Regions from separate parts of the Mus musculus genome. Here region 1 is linked to region 2. A link is a contact called in public HiChIP or PLAC-seq data. All regions are on one chromosome and are shown on one strand. The core of a region is the stretch at or near the end of the contact, and the rest is flanking DNA. Distances in the headings are between cores, read along the strand shown.

Region 1 (6,026 bases), core at 3,490-5,989, 120 kb before region 2:
AGTGAAAATGAAGACATAGGGGCCAAGGTTAGGAAACAAAAACCTAATAGGAAACCTAAAGACTCTGGCTGAGTTTGCTTTGTGCTGCTATGGTACAGTCACCTGAGGTGGATCATTTATAACCAAAAGAAATTTGTTTCTTACAATTTTGGAGGCATAGACCCAAACAAAGATCAAGATAAGAATAGGTTTGGGATCTGGTAAGAGTCTTATCTCAACTCCAAGATGGTACCTCTGTTGCTGTGTCCTATGGAGGGGAGCACTGTGCCCCCCCCATATGACCGCACACGTAGCAACCGAAGGGGGCAAACACGGTCCTTCAAATGCTTTTGTAAGGCCATGTAATCCCATTTCTGAAGACTGAGTCCACATGGCTCAGTCACCTGTCTTAGTCACATCTCTCAGTTACTTTTCTAGTTGCTATGGTAAAATACTCTCACAAAAGCAACTTAAGGTAGGAAGGATTTATTTTGGCTCACCGTTTACAGGTGGAGAAATCAAGGTGGCAGCAGGAGCCTGAAGCAGCCACTTACCTTACTTACATTGTAGGCATTATGAGAGAAATGAATGCTGGTGCTCAGTTCACTTTCTCCATTTTAGACAGTCAAGGATCTCAGCCCAGGGAATGGTACCACCCAGAGCAGGCAGGTCCCTCACCTCAATTAACCTACTTAAGATAACCCTCCACAGACAGAGGCCTGTATCCCAGGGGAATCTGGATCTCATCAAGTTGACAGTTGGGCTTAGCCTTCATACCTCCTAAAGGATGTATCTCTTAATGCCACTGCCTTGGAGAGGAACATGAATTTTGGAGGGGGCACAAACATTTGAACTGCAGCTGACATTGACATACATATAAAGCTTTCCCCACCTTTCTTCCATGCACCCTCTTTTGACTTATGGTGTTTATTTGCTAGTTAATGAGTTTCTAAGCAAAAAAAAATTAGAAAATTTAAGTTATTAACACGAATGTACCATTCATCCATATAGTGTGTGCTGTCAGTTTTAAATGCAAATATAAGAGCATTTAACTAGTTTGCAGCATCACCGGAATTGCACAATTTGTGCTCCATTGCTCGTACATGCATATGTATTTTGTTCTTACCAGAATGCAAGAAAGGCAGCAGAAAACTCACTCAACTGATCTCTTTGACTTCCTCACTGGTTTGCCTTCTACCCACTCTGCTTGCAGCTTACTTGTGAGTAAGGAAGGGTTAGAGTAAAGGAGACTATAAGTCACCTCATCTTTCACCTTCCTTCTCTGTCACCATTTGTGACAGAAGTGGCTGATTGATACACAAAAGCAATGCAAAGGGAAAAAATAGGGTCTGAGGATAGGGCTCAGTGATAGAGTACTTCTCTAACATTCATAAGACTCCCCAGCAGCTCCCCTACCGAAAGAGCATTGTTTATTTGTTCGTTTGTATGTATGTATGTATGCATGTTTGTATGTATGTATGTTTGTATGTATTTATGTATTTTTGAGGCAGTATTTCATTTTATAGCTCTGGCTGGCCTGAAATTGCTATGTAGACCAGGCTGGCCCCAAACTCATAGATATTCTCCTGCCTTTGAGACAGAGCTACACAATTAAATACTTCCTCAAAAATACATACACATATAATTCATTCATACATACATACATACATACATACATACATACACACATATAAATAAAGCTTAGATAAAGCCATGTACCACCAATCTGGCAGCCTTACTTGAATTACACTTAGTTTTCTTTGGTATACTTTGGATAGGGGCTGCACATGGATACCATTTCCAATATGTGGTTGTCAGAAAAAAAGTTGGTTCTCTCCATCCTCCATATGGTTCATGTGGATTGAACTCAGGTCATTAGACTTGGCAGCAGGCATCTTTACTTCACTGAACCATCTTGCTGGCCCAACAGTATCTTTTTTCGTCTTTTCCCCTGCTTGGTTCATGATCATTTGTTTTGGTTTTGGTTTTGGTTTGATTTTGTTCCTGTGCCTTTCTTCCTCTGAAATGGAAAATGCTGCCCCCATAGGCTATCAACTGCCTTTCCCTCAATTGTGGATGTAACATGCTTACCTTGTACTGATTTCCAGTCCCTCTGAGCTCCCATGCCTTATGGGCTCACCTGAACTCCATACTTGGGGCCACAGTGAACACTGCAATCTAATGAAGCCACCAGAAAGGTCAGCATACATATGGTACATAGCTCCCTTACACATGCACATGCTCTGTTGGCTTGGCAGCCTCAGTTATGGAACACAGGTTGAGAAGTAAACTAATTAAGAATTACAAGATATAGGCAACCCAGCATTAAACCATCCACGAGGCCACTGTGACTGTAGGCTCTGGCTGACTGCTTGCTTAGTGTTCATGCTCTTGAAGCCAGCCCTTGGTATCTGTAAATGCAATGCAGGGTATGCTAACACCTGAGTGTCTGGGGCAGGATGTGTGTGTGCAAAGTAAAAGAAATCCAAAACCTTGGTGGGGAACATATTCCAACATGGCTGACCCCAAACACCAACAACCTGCAGTTGCTAAATGCAGCAGAGGTAGAAAGAAGTGCACAGAATTTGTTCCGGTGAGCTGATATTGAAGAGGTAAGCTTAGCCATTAGAAAATTCCACTGGACCGATCTTCCCTCCTGGAAGAGACAGGCCAGAGAGCACATAGACCAGAAGGGAGAGGCTGAGTAAGCCCCTACTACCTCATTCCCTAGAGACCAATCAGTTTAAAGGGTGCACTATTCTGCCAATCCTATTGTGCCTAGTTGCTGATGCTCTATTCCACCCCTGGAAACCATATAAAAATTTGCTGAATGGGCCATTGGGGGTCACCGCCTCTTCTTCAGGTCTGGGACGACCCCAGTGCACTGGAACAATAAATTCCTCTTGCTTTTTGCATTGATTCCAGCTCCACGTGGTAAGCTAAGGCTTGCCAGAGTCTTACAATATGAATTGGCTTTAGAACATGATGACACTGGGGCCGTGGACTCCAGTACAAAGGGGAAAGAATTGGTGGAATCAAGCTAGCACACACACATTGACTTTAGAAGGAGAGAGCAAGTGAGCCGTTCACATGCATGTGTACAGAATAAAAACGGACTGATGGATATACACCCAAATGTTACCAGTGATTATTTCTTGGTCATAGGATTAAAGGTGATAATAATGAAATAATTAGTTTTGCTTATCTGTAGTATCCACATTTTCTAAAATAGATATGCATTACTCTTGTAATAAAAAAATGATAAAAAAATCTACAAACGTCTAGGAAAAGTTAGGGCAATCTTGAAAAGCCTAGGGTTTAGATGTGCAAGTTGCTACATGCCATGAATAATTTACAAATTAAATTGATTTTAAAGCACAGCTAAAATAAATTTGATAAGATGGGCCACAGTTACGTTCTTTCTTATCATTCACATTTGTACATTTTATAGTCAATGAAGAGTGACAGCCACTATTTAGAATTCTAGTGAAGAACAGTCATAACTATTTGTCACCTGCTCAGCATCTAAACAATGGTCTGCCTGCTCACCTGCCCAGCCTGTGCAAGAGTGGGGGGGACCTGGAATCCACACTAAATAACAGTGTCTAAGCACAGAGGCAGCAAGGAGGATAGACAGTCTCTTTGGAGAACTAATGAAAACAGTAAGGACAGGTTTGTAAGCATTAGCCAGGCTCTAGTGAAGGACAGGATGCAGGAATTAAGGCATGAATCAAAAGCCCCAGTCACAAAGAGGAGGCAGGGAGCATTTCAGACTGAGGTCCCAGAGGGACCCTTGGGAGTGGCAAGTTACATCAGTGCCAGGTGATCATGAACCTAAGAACCTCCTAAGGATCCTGGGTCCAGGTGCTAAACAGACACCTTCTAACACTGTGGACTGATCGACAAGACCCAGACACTGAACTGAGGTGCTTGCTGTTCCTTTATTGTAATCAAAGTTTTAGGCACCATCTTCCCCATGAGGGCAGGGAGGGGAAGGCTCAACTTTTTCTTTGTCTGGAATGAAAAAAGTGAAGAGCCTCAGTTGGGTTACATTCAGTGACACCCCCAGGGACCCTGGCTGCCTTTTCCATCTCCAATGGTATTAAGGCTCATCCTTACCCGTGGTGTGCTTCTGAGGGTCTCTGGAGGTGCTGGAGAACCTGCATTTCTAATAGGCTCCCAGTGTCACTGAGATATTTATTGGTTGGTGGGCTACAGAGAGCAGCAGGTTGAAGGCAAAATGGCTCACTAGGACTGTCTGTCTCCATCCCTCCTCCCTCCCCCTCCCCCACCCTTCTCCCAGGTTAGGTTCTGATCAACCGCAGGGCCCTGCAGGCCACAGCTGGTCCTGCTGATGGCTTTTGCAATGCGCCTAGCTGTTGCTCTGGAGGAAGCCACCGGGGTGAGTTCCCCACATCCCTTCTTCCTGTTTTGGTATTCAGTTTCTCTCCTGGCCTGTCTTTTCTTTGCCTCCCTCCTCTTTTCCTTCTCTGCACGCCTTCCTCTTTGCCTCGTCATTACTGCAGGAGATTTATTTTTAGAGTCAAGGCCACAGAGTTGCAGATTCGGCAAGGGCCTAAAACAAATCGACAAACGGAAAGTGTTTGTCTTTGAAGCCGGTGTGAATGAGGGGCCTGCTAGCTGGGCCTGTCAATATGCTCTTATCTAGGCTTGTTTTCTGAGTCACCCACGTGGGTTGGCTTTCTTCCTCCTCCCAGATCAGAAAAGAGGTTGAAACACAAGAAGCAACTGAAATCTCATTTCGCCCCTGTGAGATCTTGGCAGATGCAGCTCTTAGCTGACCACCTCCACAGCGCTAGGCATGCCCACAATAGAGGCAAACAGAAATGAGAGAAAGTTGGGCTACATCCGTTTTCTTTGCATCTGTAAGTGAAGCCTTGATGTTGGCCGTCTAGGAGGGTTGGGTGACAGCAACTGGGGTGGGAGGTGGGAGGTGGGAGGTGGAGGGGTGTCAGAGTTTTTCTGAGTCCTGTCCTCAGGAGCTACAGAACCAATGTGCTGGATAAGCCACTTACACCACTGCCCTGATCCTTTGTCCTTTCAAAGGTCCGACTGGTAAAGTTAGCGCTAAATTCTTCCTAGGCTTTCTGCCAAGTAGGTCTTTCTGGCTGGCTACCTCCTGTGCTTCTCCTAAACCTCACAGGGCCAGGAACCATGGCAATCCCTTCCCATCGCTCAGGCCTCCCATGTGCTCCCTGGAACATTAGTCTGCTCAAACTCTACACAAAGAGTTTAGATGTGGCCTTTTTGTATTTCAGAGGCCAGTGGATTTCTATGAGTTACGGGCTAGTCTGGTCTACGCAATGAGTTTCAGGCCAGCCAGGGCTAGCTTCTGTCTTTAAGACGCTGTCTTAAAACAGCAGCAGCAGCAGCAGCAACAACAACAACAACAACAACAAAACTGAAAACAACAACAAAAAATGAAAACAAATTTGCATTTAGAGTGTGTGCAATACAGGAATTTTGTGGTGTCTCTGAGAACAATGGGACCTTTCTCAGGAAGCTAGAGTTCTGGAAACTCCACAGCTATCCAAGACACCCTGAGTCAGTGGCGTTTGGGTTCTTGTCTTGAGAATTTGAAGAATGAAATCCATAGACGCAGAGGGTGAGTTTTAGAGAGTGGTCTATTTATTATAGATTCTTAGGTGACAATGGGGGTGGGCACATAACAGCACAGAGCTTGTGTGTAACAGGAGGGGTCCCAGGAAACAGGGCAACATCAAGCTTCTAGTCTGGGGCCTTTTCTAAGGACGGCAGAAACTGGGGTGGGGTATGGGGAAGGGCATGGTCAGTCTAGCTGTTCCATTCCAGGTGCCCAGGGGCTTCCTCTCAGTTCCAGCCACGTGTTTATGAGGCTGGTGGATGTGGCCGTACCCATTCATTCTTACCAGTATTTCTCTTTCCTTCTTTCCTTCTTCTTTCCTTCCTTCCTTCCTTCTTTCCTTCTTTCCTTCTTTCCTTCTTTCCTTCTTTCCTTCTTTCCTTCTTTCCTTCTTTCCTTCTTTCTTCCCTCCCTCCCTCCCTCC
Region 2 (5,649 bases), core at 1,629-4,128:
CTGGTGGGTGGCTTAAGTGAGGACACATACTGACAGTGTGAGAACTGTGCTGTCCCCAACGTTCTAGTTTAATGAGACGTTACCACAATATCTTGCCCACATGCTGTAGAAGTCTGAGCTCAGCTGTCAGTTACCCGGAGACACACAGGTCTAGAGTCCGGGTTTTGAGCTCTTGGGCTTAGCTCCTCCACCCACGGGCTCCTCTCTGCCTGAAAGCAGATGGTCGGGGAGACAGACAAAGCCAGACAGGAGAAGCAGCAACTTGCTCTTGAACCAGCTGACAACCCCCCCTCTCTCCTCCCAGCCTCACCCTAGGCCGGGAGCGCGTGCTGGGAAGAGGATTAAATCAATGGCAATTCACATCTCTCCAGAAACCGGCTCCCTGATCCGAACTAATAAGCAAATCATTAGTGAATTAGGGCTGGGGAGGGCTCAGCGCAGCGTTCCTTCTCCTCTGGCTGAACGTACAGCGACAGGCGTCAAAACCCCAACCACTTTCCTAGGCGACCTTGAGATGATCACACCACAGAGGCTATTTTTGTGCTAAAACAACAACCGCGAGACCCCCTTCCCAACTCAGCCAGATCCCAGAACCTCCGGAGCTACGACAGGCAAGCTGGACCTTTCTTCCTCCTACTGCAGCTAACCACAGCCAATGGCACGAAACCTTGCCTTCCTTACCGTGCTGTAAACCCTGAGTATGTTTGCAACAGTGAGGACAACCAGAAGCCAAACTGCCTTCCCCTCCCCCAGCCCTGGGCACAAACTTGGCCCCCTTGCTTATTTCCTGGTGAAAGCCCATTATCTCTCATTTACATCTAAACTAGCTTTTCATACTATTTTAAAGGCCGCTCCTCCCCTTCTGTAATCTCCCTGTGCATGAATTAAAAGTTGATTCTTGAAACGCACAAATCTTGGGGGCAGTTTCTTTTTCCTCCTTATTTGCATACGCTGTTTTGGACTAACCCTTTTATTTCCTCCCAATTATGATTTCTGGTGTGTTTTCCAGAGCTTTACAACATGGCATCTGATTATACACAAAGCTTCAGAATAAAGCCCTGTTTTTCCCTTCATTAACGACACAAAGGATGGCTGTATGATCCACACAGCACTTTGTGATTTAATACAGCTTACGCTCTAAATCGCACCCGGCTTGGGCAAAGCAGATTTGGGAGTGAATCAACGCATTTTCTTGCTGCCAGGAGCTCCCTTGCAGATTCCAGCAAATTCTTTCACCACACGGAATTAGCATTTGATTAAGCTCTGCAGACACGTTCAAACTTTTACCACTGAGTCCTGGCAGGGTTGTAGTAATCTGCCGAGAAGGAGAGGCATCTAGAACAGCCACGACTACCTGACCTGTCCCCAACAGATTGAGGGAGAGGGTACCTGAAAGTGAGCAGAGGGTGTGTGTGTGTGTGTGTGTGTGTGTGTGTGTGTGTCTGACAGTGAGGGGCGTTGGATGTCTACTTGAGTTAGGACCTTTCTTTCCTACACTTAACCCTGGACAAGCTTTCTCACTTAGCGTGCTTTCTAACGGAGCACTGCAATGATAGTTATGACTTAGGACTCAGGAGGCATATGACCTTCAACTAGAACCTGCCTGGTCTCAGGTTCAGGGAAATGGGACTCAGCATCCCTGTCGAGTCCCAAGGTCCTTTGGCTGGAGTTGCTTCCAGGACGGCTTCCAGCTAAGCTTCCCAGAAGCCTGAGTGGAAAATCTCGTCCATTTCCATTATGCAAATACAAGAAGCGGAAGTTTATCAAACTGGGGCTTTGTACCTCGAAAGTGGGTGTGCCAGCATGGGGGGCTATAAAGGCTTTATTGCCACAAGTTTGGGGTGATTGCTTCCCTCGCAAATGCCGGGAGCAGGATTGAATTATGCAGGTCTTCCAAACAGGTGGCAATAAAAACTTTACAGTCTCCCACACCATCACATATTTTGTTTATGCCTCTTAGGTGTCTTATTTTGTTAGAGGCTTTTTCTTCCTTTTTTTTTTTAACTCTTCTGTTACTATGGAAACAGAAATAGGTGGAGGTGTTTCTGGCTACCTGTTTTGGTAGATGGAACGCAAGTGAACTATCACTGGGCACTCTGATAGATGGAATAACTGACGTCTGGGGAGGGTAGGAACTAATTAGTTCTGGAATATCATAGCTCTTGAATTCTTTCTTTGGGGAAGAGAGGGAGTGAAGGGGAACATGTCCATTTCACAGATGGTAAAACAGAGGGACAAAACAGGTCTTTTTTGCAGTCAGCAAGCCAGAAGAAAACAGCAAAAGGGCCAAGAAACTTAGTGTCTGGTTTTCTAGGGCTGCAAAGCCAAAATTAGTGATGCCCTTTTGGTAACCTGAGGTCAGACTGCAGTGACATCTGCTGGCAGAGACAGAAGTGGCCCTAGCAGGATTTTCCGTTGCTGGCAACTGCCAGGCCAGGAGCTTGTGGGTCTGTCTGGTTCCCAGTGTTGGCTCCTAGGTGACTTCCTTGGCTGGGAAAGAGAGTTGCACAGCCCTCCCCTTGTCCTGACTGAGTTAAGAGAAGCAGAGTGAGATGGTGAGTCATGGATGTTGTGAGGACTTGGGTCCAGATCCCAGATACCCTTCCCTATTCTAGAAGGTACAAGTCACTGGCCGGTGGGAGGAAATATCCAAGATAGGTTTGTTGGTTCTTGTTGCTAACCAGAGAGTTCTCTCGCTTGGGGGTCCTGGGTCTCTTTTTGGAGAGGTTCCAACTCTTATTTTTTACAGGAAAACTAGGATGAAGAAGGCAGTTAAAGGCAGTTCCAAGGAATTCGAATGATGCCCAGAGACATTGTCAGCAACTGCAGAGAAGAGGAGCCCCTGAAGGGAGAACATGTCCCTTGGGGACACTCATGTACACGATGGCATCCTCACTAGAATGAGGAAGTTGGTGGGGGAGCTCACTGATATTAAGGAAGATCTTAGTTCATAACCTCCCTGTAAACTTGACAAATACCCAGTCCTACCCTGAGTCTTGGCTTCCCCATTTAAGAGAGCCTGATTTTATTACTGTCCTAGCTCTGTGCCTTGGAGACATGTGATAATCATCTACATCTGTAGACTATGACACCCAACAAAGGGCTGTCAGACATTCCTGTTTACCTGGGATGTCCTATGTCAGTGACATCCTTGCCTGTTTTGGATAACTGGTTAGGCCTAGGAAGCTCTGTCTAACCATGTTAACCTATGGCAATGGTTCTCCAACACTGTGTAGACCTGGGCTGGTTCGGCAGCAGCTTGTTACCCTGTAAATGACAACCTAACACAGAAATCAAGAAAAGACATTTTAGAACTTCAATGTGTCAGAGCCATTCTATGTCCTATTGACTCCAAAGGCCATTAAAACTTAGGGTTTAAAAATATGGAATCCCCCGTCCTATAGTTGTTCATTTTTTGTTGTTTTTGTTGTTGTATTTCACAAGAGATTTGTCTGTGAAAGTTTCGGGGAGGGGAGTAACCTAACAAGAAATAACAGGTCCTTCACCACAAATCATTTGAGAAGCACTCTCTTGTGGGGTCCTTTGGCTAGCTTCCTATAGCTTCCTATAGTGAGCTGTCCCTGCCTCTGGGACATCACTTGGGCAGCTAGGCACAGCTAGCTATTTTCTCACCAAATGAAGTTGTGAATGACCGTCTCTGTCAGAAAGGCCTGTTCCATGCTGCTGGCCAGGCTGGCCATAGTTTAATGGGGGATATTCATCCAGCTGTTGGTGCTCTCTTAGCCTCACTGGGACACACCTGCCTCCCAAGGTGGCTCCTGAGACCTCTGTTCTCTCCATCTTCCCAGGCTTTGAAAGCTGGGTGAGAAATCCAAAAGGCCCCCTCCCAGCTCTCTTTTGGTTCTGCCCTAAGTGGACCTGAGTGAATGGAAGGAGCTATTGAACAAGCAAATGAGCTTTCATGATCTACTTCATTAGGCTGTGAATCCCTGGACCTACTATCCACACAGGCCCAACTTAGGCTTGTTTTTCATCTGTGTGCATCACTTCAGGGGTCTGCCCCTCCTTATGCTAGGCCCATTCCTATGGACCTACTTGTCCAGGTGCTGTGTCCTGTAGTACACTCTTTGGGCTGAGCCTGCAGAATTTGGTGGGGGTTGTTTATGATTGAAAGGTTGTGACTTAAAGCCAGTTATCTCTCTTAGCCTCTCTCCTCGGAATCTGGTAGGCCACATCATACATATTAAGTTGTTTGTAGTACTGGTTATGATCGAAGTGAGGAAGGGCCCCCAAAACATTCTTAGGAATTGAGATCTGATTTTGTTTTCTACTTTCTGTGGTCTTGAGAAATTAAAGGTACAGCTTCCATGATCTTGTATGTAATCTGGGGATTACAAAAATCTCCTTCATATGCTTGCCCTAGATAAAAAAAAAGGATGCTGGGGGGAGAGGCATACAGTGGGGACAGGACACATCAGCTATTTCAGAGTTCTCTCCTTCCTACTTATGATTTCTCCTCCCCTGCCTCTGTGGATTTGCTTTCTCCGGGAAAGGCCCGTTTGCCATGCTTCTCTGCTCCACTTTCACCAGGGGACTCAGCCAGTAGGTTGACCCAAAGGTATTTTGTGTAGACAAATGGGTGCCTTCTTCTGGTGCATGGCGGGGAGTGTTTGTGGATGACTGCACATGGGTGGGTAGGCACCTTCCATTTCCCCATCATGTGACCCAAGCTCTCAAGGCCAATACTAGTATTCTTTCTATGCACCATTGGCAGGTTCTGGACAAGAAAGGTAGTCCAGTTGAGTGCACCCTCTGACCACTACTCAACCTTTGGGTTCTTTCAAACTGTTACATGACCTCATTCCTAAGCTTGCCTGGAGCCAGTGTATTTTTTCAAGTATGCAGATAATCTCTTTCCCTGTATGTTGCTAATTTTATAAATTGTATTTGCATGTGTTTTTTTTTTTCTCTTTCTATCTTTAGTTTCGTCCCCTCCCTCCCTGCTCCTGGTAGAACATCCCCCACGGCCTTTTACCTTAGTCAGCCTGTTTGCATGATTCCAGCATTAAAGAAAAAAAAAACAAATAAATATAATCCAGAGGAGGAGTAGCAATAAATCAAGCCATTATATTAATTATTGTCGTGATTGGAGTTCTCCAGAGCTGAAAGGTAATAGGGGCGATGCATATTTTAACACCTATTTAATGTCAAACTCGGTACTTTTAAAGCTTTGCGTTTTATTTGACTCTTCATCCGAAAAGTTCTCCAAGACACTGATAAGTCTAGAAAAACCTAATGGAGATCTACTGAGCAGCTGCCAGACACTTGGCTGACAGTGTGAGTTCAGCTGGTGTTTCCTGAGCTGTGCTAGAATTCACAGAAGGGTGGTGCCAAGTGCTTATGGCTCCACACCTTTGATGATTAGTGTTTGTTGTTGTTGTTGTTTTTTGTTTTGTTTTTTTGTTTTTTGTTTTTTTGTTTTTTTTGTCCTGTTGCTGTGAGAAGATACCTGAATTAAGCGATGTAAAGGAAGGAGAGGCTCACTTTCTCCCACGACGTGAGGGTCCAAGACCATCATGGTGGGATGTCGTGGATGGTGGAAAACGAAATTGGTCCCTGTGCTACAGGAAGCAGGGTGTGATGAGTGCAGTTGTCCAGCTTACTTTTTCTGTTTTGCTCAGTCCTGGA

Evidence for each region. HiChIP or PLAC-seq counts read pairs in DNA pulled down with a chosen protein or histone mark.
Region 1: a contact with region 2 is called in a CTCF HiChIP or PLAC-seq map of pro-B cells, with 9 times the contacts expected there. The contact joins two enhancer-like sites. A contact is called at or near these places in 1 of 39 promoter capture datasets (the C10 cell line), 1 of 15 datasets of contacts at CTCF or cohesin (pro-B cells), 15 of 484 Hi-C or Micro-C datasets (B cells, the Ba/F3 cell line, the C10 cell line and 11 more) and 7 of 115 datasets of contacts at active chromatin or transcription factors (CD8 T cells, DN3 thymocytes, the HPC-7 cell line and 4 more).

What each region holds. Positions count from the first base shown.
Region 1 is chrX:11,751,819-11,757,844 of GRCm38.p6, reverse strand. No RefSeq gene overlaps it. Among named protein-coding and RNA genes, the nearest start is that of Gm26314, 96 kb to the left of the region's middle. Within about 2 kb of position 4,739, at least 105 of the 459 cell types and tissues checked have an H3K27ac peak or open chromatin away from gene starts, as enhancers often do. A contact at or near this core is called in pro-B cells, where this site is marked.
Region 2 is chrX:11,626,845-11,632,493 of GRCm38.p6, reverse strand. No RefSeq gene overlaps it. Among named protein-coding and RNA genes, the nearest start is that of Gm34187, 96 kb to the right of the region's middle. Within about 2 kb of position 2,878, at least 6 of the 459 cell types and tissues checked have an H3K27ac peak or open chromatin away from gene starts, as enhancers often do. A contact at or near this core is called in pro-B cells, where this site is marked.